2 separate regions of the Mus musculus genome follow, and region 1 is linked to region 2. The links are chromatin contacts, called in public promoter capture Hi-C maps. All regions are on one chromosome and are shown on one strand. The core of a region is the stretch at or near the end of the contact, and the rest is flanking DNA. Distances in the headings are between cores, read along the strand shown. Region 1 holds the start of Slc22a16 (solute carrier family 22 (organic cation transporter), member 16). Region 2 holds the start of Amd1 (S-adenosylmethionine decarboxylase 1).

Evidence for each region. Capture Hi-C pulls out chosen DNA fragments and counts their contacts.
Region 1: a promoter capture Hi-C map of adipose tissue shows a contact between it and region 2. The contact joins the promoter of Slc22a16 here to the promoter of Amd1 in region 2. A contact is called at or near these places in 5 of 39 promoter capture datasets (the 3T3-L1 cell line, 3T3-L1-derived adipocytes, HPC-7-derived erythroid cells and 1 more), 1 of 15 datasets of contacts at CTCF or cohesin (the NIH/3T3 cell line), 3 of 115 datasets of contacts at active chromatin or transcription factors (bone marrow-derived macrophages, embryonic stem cells and large pre-B cells) and 2 of 9 other capture datasets (adipose tissue and liver).

Annotation. Positions count from the first base shown.
Region 1 is chr10:40,568,936-40,571,635 of GRCm38.p6, reverse strand. It overlaps Slc22a16 (solute carrier family 22 (organic cation transporter), member 16), which reads right to left and starts at 1,274. Exons shown (of 8, transcript NM_027572.1): 1 at 1,115-1,274. The coding sequence starts at 1,167.
Region 2 is chr10:40,300,782-40,303,481 of GRCm38.p6, reverse strand. It overlaps Amd1 (S-adenosylmethionine decarboxylase 1), which reads left to right and starts at 1,294. Exons shown (of 8, transcript NM_009665.5): 1 at 1,294-1,733. The coding sequence starts at 1,624.

The DNA of each region.
Region 1 (2,700 bases), core at 25-2,524, 270 kb before region 2:
AAATGAGACATTATTACCATCTGCCATGTAGGTGAGTGTCTGTAGAAACCTCGGGTAACCTTTTCTTTTTATTGTTTCTTTTCTTTTTATTTTTAACCTTTTTAAAGATTTTTTAGCCTTTATTTTTTATGTGAACGGGTATCCATGTGAGTCTGTACCCATGCATGTTGGATTCCCTGGGATCTGAGTTACAGACGGTTGTGAGCTGCCGTGGTGAGCTGCCGTGTGGGTGCTTGGAATTGAGCCTAGGTCTTCTGGAAGAGCAACCAGTGCTCTTAACCCCTGAGCCATCTCTCCAGCTCCCAACCCCGCCCCCCACTTTTAAGTGGTATCTTCCTATGTAGCTTAGGCTGGCCAGGAGCTTTCTGTCACCTTCCCAGAACTAGGGCTACATATGCGGACCACTTCTAACTGCAACATGTATTTCTACAGTTATTTGTAAGCATCTAAGGTACATTGTTCACCCAGTTTTTCAGATGGTGTGGTGGTAAATGAAACATTCAGGCCCATTATAGTTCCTATGTGAGAGCTGATCCTTCACCCCCACGTTAGTCTGCTATGGGTCTTCTATGAGCACACTGCCTCCATTTCCCAGTCATTCAGACATGGACTCCAACTTGCCTTTTGCAGTGACCATGAAATTAAGGGATGCATGCATACGTTGGGTATCTATATGAAAGCAAAGGCTAACCATCAGCCAGGAAAACCTGCCAGGCCCAAAGGGAAAGCACTCTAGGGTACATATAGGTATTCATCCTGGACAGTGGAAAAGAACACGGTTGGGCTGGGGGGTTTTCTACACCTGGGACCGTGCCTTCCAATAGTGTTTTTTTCCCCCAGTTGGTGGTCCAGAGAGCACACCAAGTCCCAACTGACCCGAAGGGGTGCGAATACTGCCTGCACCTGCCAAGTCCAAGCAGAGTCCGGCGCCTCCTGTGGCCAATGGACAAAAGGACAAGCCAGGTCATGGGTTGTTGGCCAGACTTGTGCATGCATTGGGCAAATAGGGGGTTGAGAAGCTGTGGAACCTATCCCAACCGACAGAAACAGACACCTCAGCGCCCCGATCACGTGCCACCCGACTCTGGCTCCATGTCCTGTTCTGTCTCCCTACCTGCCGAAGTGTCCTATGTGGTCAAAAATCAGCTCCACGTTGCAGGACTCCATGTCCGGGTGGCAGTGCTGAGCGCCCTGGACTTGGAGCACCGCACCCGACCCGCCTCACCTGCCCGTGGCCTTGGGTGCCCCTGCTGGGGAGGCCGCCCTCCTTCCTTCCCAGCAGTCCAAGCGTCTCAGGGATGCCACGTGAGGCACATCCTGCTGCTCCATTGCACGTGCGTCAACTCCTGCTGGATGCTTTCCCACCCTCTCCATCCTGCTCCCATGACCCCACAACTCAGGGAGGCGTCAACACTTCTAGGAAGTTTAGGAAATGCAGAGCCCCTGGCTTGGTCTGGGGACTTCAAAAGCACCCCATCTTCAGCAGGACACGCCTTTGCTCCCTAAACTTTCATGCTTAGGAATCCACTGTGTGGTGGGTTTTAAGTACACATTTATTATTCCACTCCCAGAGATTCAGCGGACCTGAAGTGAAATCAGGAATGATTTTGTTATTGTTTCATGGAGTGGGGATGGGCGGGGGGGGGGGGGGGGGTTGTAGGTCTATTTATGTATCTATGTTGTTTTGTTTTGTTTTGTTTTGTTTTGTTTTGTTTTGTTTTGTTTTGTTTTGTGATAGTGTCTAGCTATGTAGCCGAGGTAGCCTGGTCCAACCCAAGAGCTTCCTGCCTCTGCCTGCTGCGCCCACCTCTCATCCTCCAACTCTGGCCTCCACAGGCACCGCACTTAGGAGCACGAATTCAGGCATAACACATACACGATTTCAAAAGAAAAGGAACTTTGTCACAGTATATTTCTCTGCCCACCCCCATGCTTTTCTTCTTCTTCAAACAGCACTTCTTTTAAAAATATACCTTTTTTATTAATTGAGAATTTTATATATGCATAAAATGTATTTTGATTATATTCATCCCCTTCTCCTCCCCCTAATTCCTCCAGGTCCACCTCCCCATCCACCTCTAATTTGTCCAATTAGTGCCCCCCCACACACACACACACAAAGAAAGAAACAAACAAACAAAAAACCACTAGTCAAATTTGCACTGCCCATAGGTAGTAATCAGCCTTCCCAGAGGTCAACAACTCTCCCTCACTCCTCAGTCAGGGCTCTAAACTGAAGAGCTCCGCCCACCGCATGCTGAAGTGTTTTCTAGCTTGATCTTAAGCAGGTCTTGTACAGGAATCACAGCCGCGGTTGAGTTGCAGAGTATGATGGTCTTGCCACACCCAGAAGATGCTGCTTTTGATACCGTCTTCCCTGACCTCTGCCTCTTAGAATATCTCCCCCTCTCCTCCCCTCTCCTCCCCTCTCCTCTCATCTCTCCCTCTCCTTCCTCTCTCCCTTCCTCTCTCCCTCTCCCACTCCCCTCCCCCCATCCTCCCTCTCTCCCCCTCTGACTCTTCTGTATACTTCTCCATCACTATCTCCACCCTTTTTTTTTAATCATTCCATTCATTTACATGTCAAATGATATCCCACTTCCTGGTTACCACACCACCAATCCCCCATCCCACATCTGCCCTCCTCCTCCCCCTTGCCTGTATGAGAGTGCTCCTCCACTCACCCACACTCTCCTGCTC
Region 2 (2,700 bases), core at 45-2,544:
ATTTTATGAGCTTGGTGACTTTCCCCCAGTGTTTCCAAGTAACTAATAACTTTGTTAACATCTTTTGCTTCTTAAGATTAAAAAAAAAAAAAGAAAGAAAGAAAGTGGCCTTGTCCCAGCTCCCTCCCCCAGGCTGGTGTGAGTGTGCAAGTATGTGTGCAGAGCTTGTGTTTCATACTGCAAATATAAATAAAGGAAGATAGCAGAAGAAAAAAAAAACAAAACAAAATCCTACTTGGATTTGACCCCTAATTTATACTTTAGATTATCATTAGTGAAAACTCTTTGCTACCCATTTACATTATTATTATATACTCGCGAAGATCCTTTTTAGGCATTTAGGCAATTTTAGGCAAATTTGTAAATTTGCGTGGTACTGGTGGTTGTGAGGAATACTTTCAATTAGTTCACCCCTTTAAGAATAGCCTAAGAAAAATATCAAATAACCTCGTATTATACTTAATAAAGCTAGTTCCTAGGAAGTTTTGCAAACTAAATATCCACCAGTTGACCTAATGGAGTACGGGTTGATAGGTGTCTGCTGGAAGGCGGCCAACTCCTAAGCTAGGCTAGGCACACGGTGGGGGGTAGATAGCGCCGGAGCCCTCCAAGGCTGGGCGCCACGTTGCTTTTCTCTTTTCTCTTTTGAAATAGGAAGACGACGCTTCTGGCTATTGTGTAAACCCGTGGAGAACTGCCTTCATTCCCACATCAGATAAAGCACAAGCAGAATTAAAGCGCATTCCAATCCGACCCCGGGCCACACGTACGTCACTGACAATTTTATTGCCTAGGCTGCGTTCGTCTCGTGGAAACACGTGAAAAAATGGTTTAAAAAAATTTTTTTTAAAAAGCCAAAAACCACCTCGGCTTGAAACGAGAAACCGCACAGGATCAAAGCACTACGCCAACCCAGCAGTGGCCACCGCCCCCGCCGAGCCCCGCGACACCCCTCCAGACTCCCTCCTGTTTTCTGCTAACCAGCTGTGTGCAGCGTGGGACAGCCTCGCCTGTCTCCCGCTCTCCCCACCAGCTCCACAAGTAATCCCAGATTCCCAAGTCCCCAGCCGGACAACAGAGCGGTCTCCCGCTCAAGGGACAGCGGCAGCTCCATCTGCAACCAAGCTGGTAGTCCCCTGCACTCCCCGTGGGCCCACCGCCAGCCAGCCGGCGTTCGGCGACGTTTGACTGACACGAAGCGGTCCCTATGAGGCCCTGAGGGCGGGGCGATGGCGTCACTTCCTGGCCTGTCGGGGAGGATGCTTATATAAGGTCTGCGCTCACGCAGAACCCTCGCTTACACAGTATGGCCGGCGACATTAGCTAGCGCTCGCTCAACTCTCCTAACGGGAAAGCAGCGGACTACAAGAGACTGAACTGTATCTGCCTCTATTTCCAACAGACTCACGTTCAACTTTCGCTCACGAAAATAGCCGGGAAAATTTTATTAGTCCTTTTTTTAAAAAAAAGTTAATATAAAATTATAGCAAAAAAAAAAAAAAAAGGAACCTGAACTTTAGTAACACAGCTGGAACAATCCGCAGCGGCGGCAGGAGCGGCGGGAGAAGAGATTTAATTTAGTTGATTTTCTGTGGTTGTTGGTTGTTCGCTAGTCTCACGGTGATGGAAGCTGCACATTTTTTCGAAGGGACGGAGAAACTGCTGGAGGTCTGGTTTTCCAGACAGCAGTCCGACGCAAGCCAGGGATCTGGGGATCTTCGTACCATCCCAAGGTGGGTGCCTGGGCCTGAGGGCGGCTCGCCGCCGACTGCGAGGCACGAGTCGCGGCCTCAGGTGGGGCCAGGTCGGCGGGCGGGAACTGGCTTCTCCCGCCGCCGTTGCGGGGCCGCCTGCGCCGCCTGGGGGAGGGGAGGAGGCCGGCGCGGCCGCGTGCTCAGGTAACGTCCCCGGCGGACGGCGGGGCTGGGCTGACGGGCTCCGGCGGGGGGCACGCGGCCCTCCGGCAGGTGTGGCTGGGTGAGGGGCGGGCGGAGCACGAGCTGGGTGGGCCTGGGCCGCGGGGCGACCAGCAGGCCTCCCGCCGCGGGGTAGGCGGCCGCGCGTGGCGCTCGCTCGGGCGGCGGGATTGGGCGGGAGCGGCCGTGTCGCAGTGCCGGGCCCCGCCGACGCCCGGACGTGCCCTGCAGCAGAGCGGGGCGCCTCGGGACCCTCCGCGGGCTTTGCCCGGGAGGCTCCTGACCTTGGGCTGTGTAACCTGTTACGGAGGCGAAGTCCGGGAGAGCGCAGCGGGGTGCTGGAGGGTTTGCCTGCTTCCCGGGGTACAAGCCTGTCAGCCCGAAGATCTATTTTACTTAATGCCTTAAGCTGGAGCAAAGGAGACCTGCGGGCCCCCTGCTCACACCCGACACGGGAGGTGGTGCGGAGAGTTGCTAGTGACCTCGCTGGGAGAGTCGAGCATTGAAGCGCGGATGACACTGAGGATGCATGGACCCGGCGGCGGTGACACCAGCCTCCCGCTTTGGTGGCCGGTACCCGGGCTCCGCCGTGCTCCGAAGCGCACTAATGGGACTAGAGTGGCGGAGGAACCGGCGTGGTCCGGTTCATTGAGAGGCGGACCAATGAGCTCCTGGGCCCCTCCGGAGCCTGGCCCCAGGGTGTGGACCAATGGGCGTTTTAGGAATGTTGGCTGCGCGGTGCAACCGTCCTCTGACAAAAAGCGAGAAGAGAATCCCAGCGGCC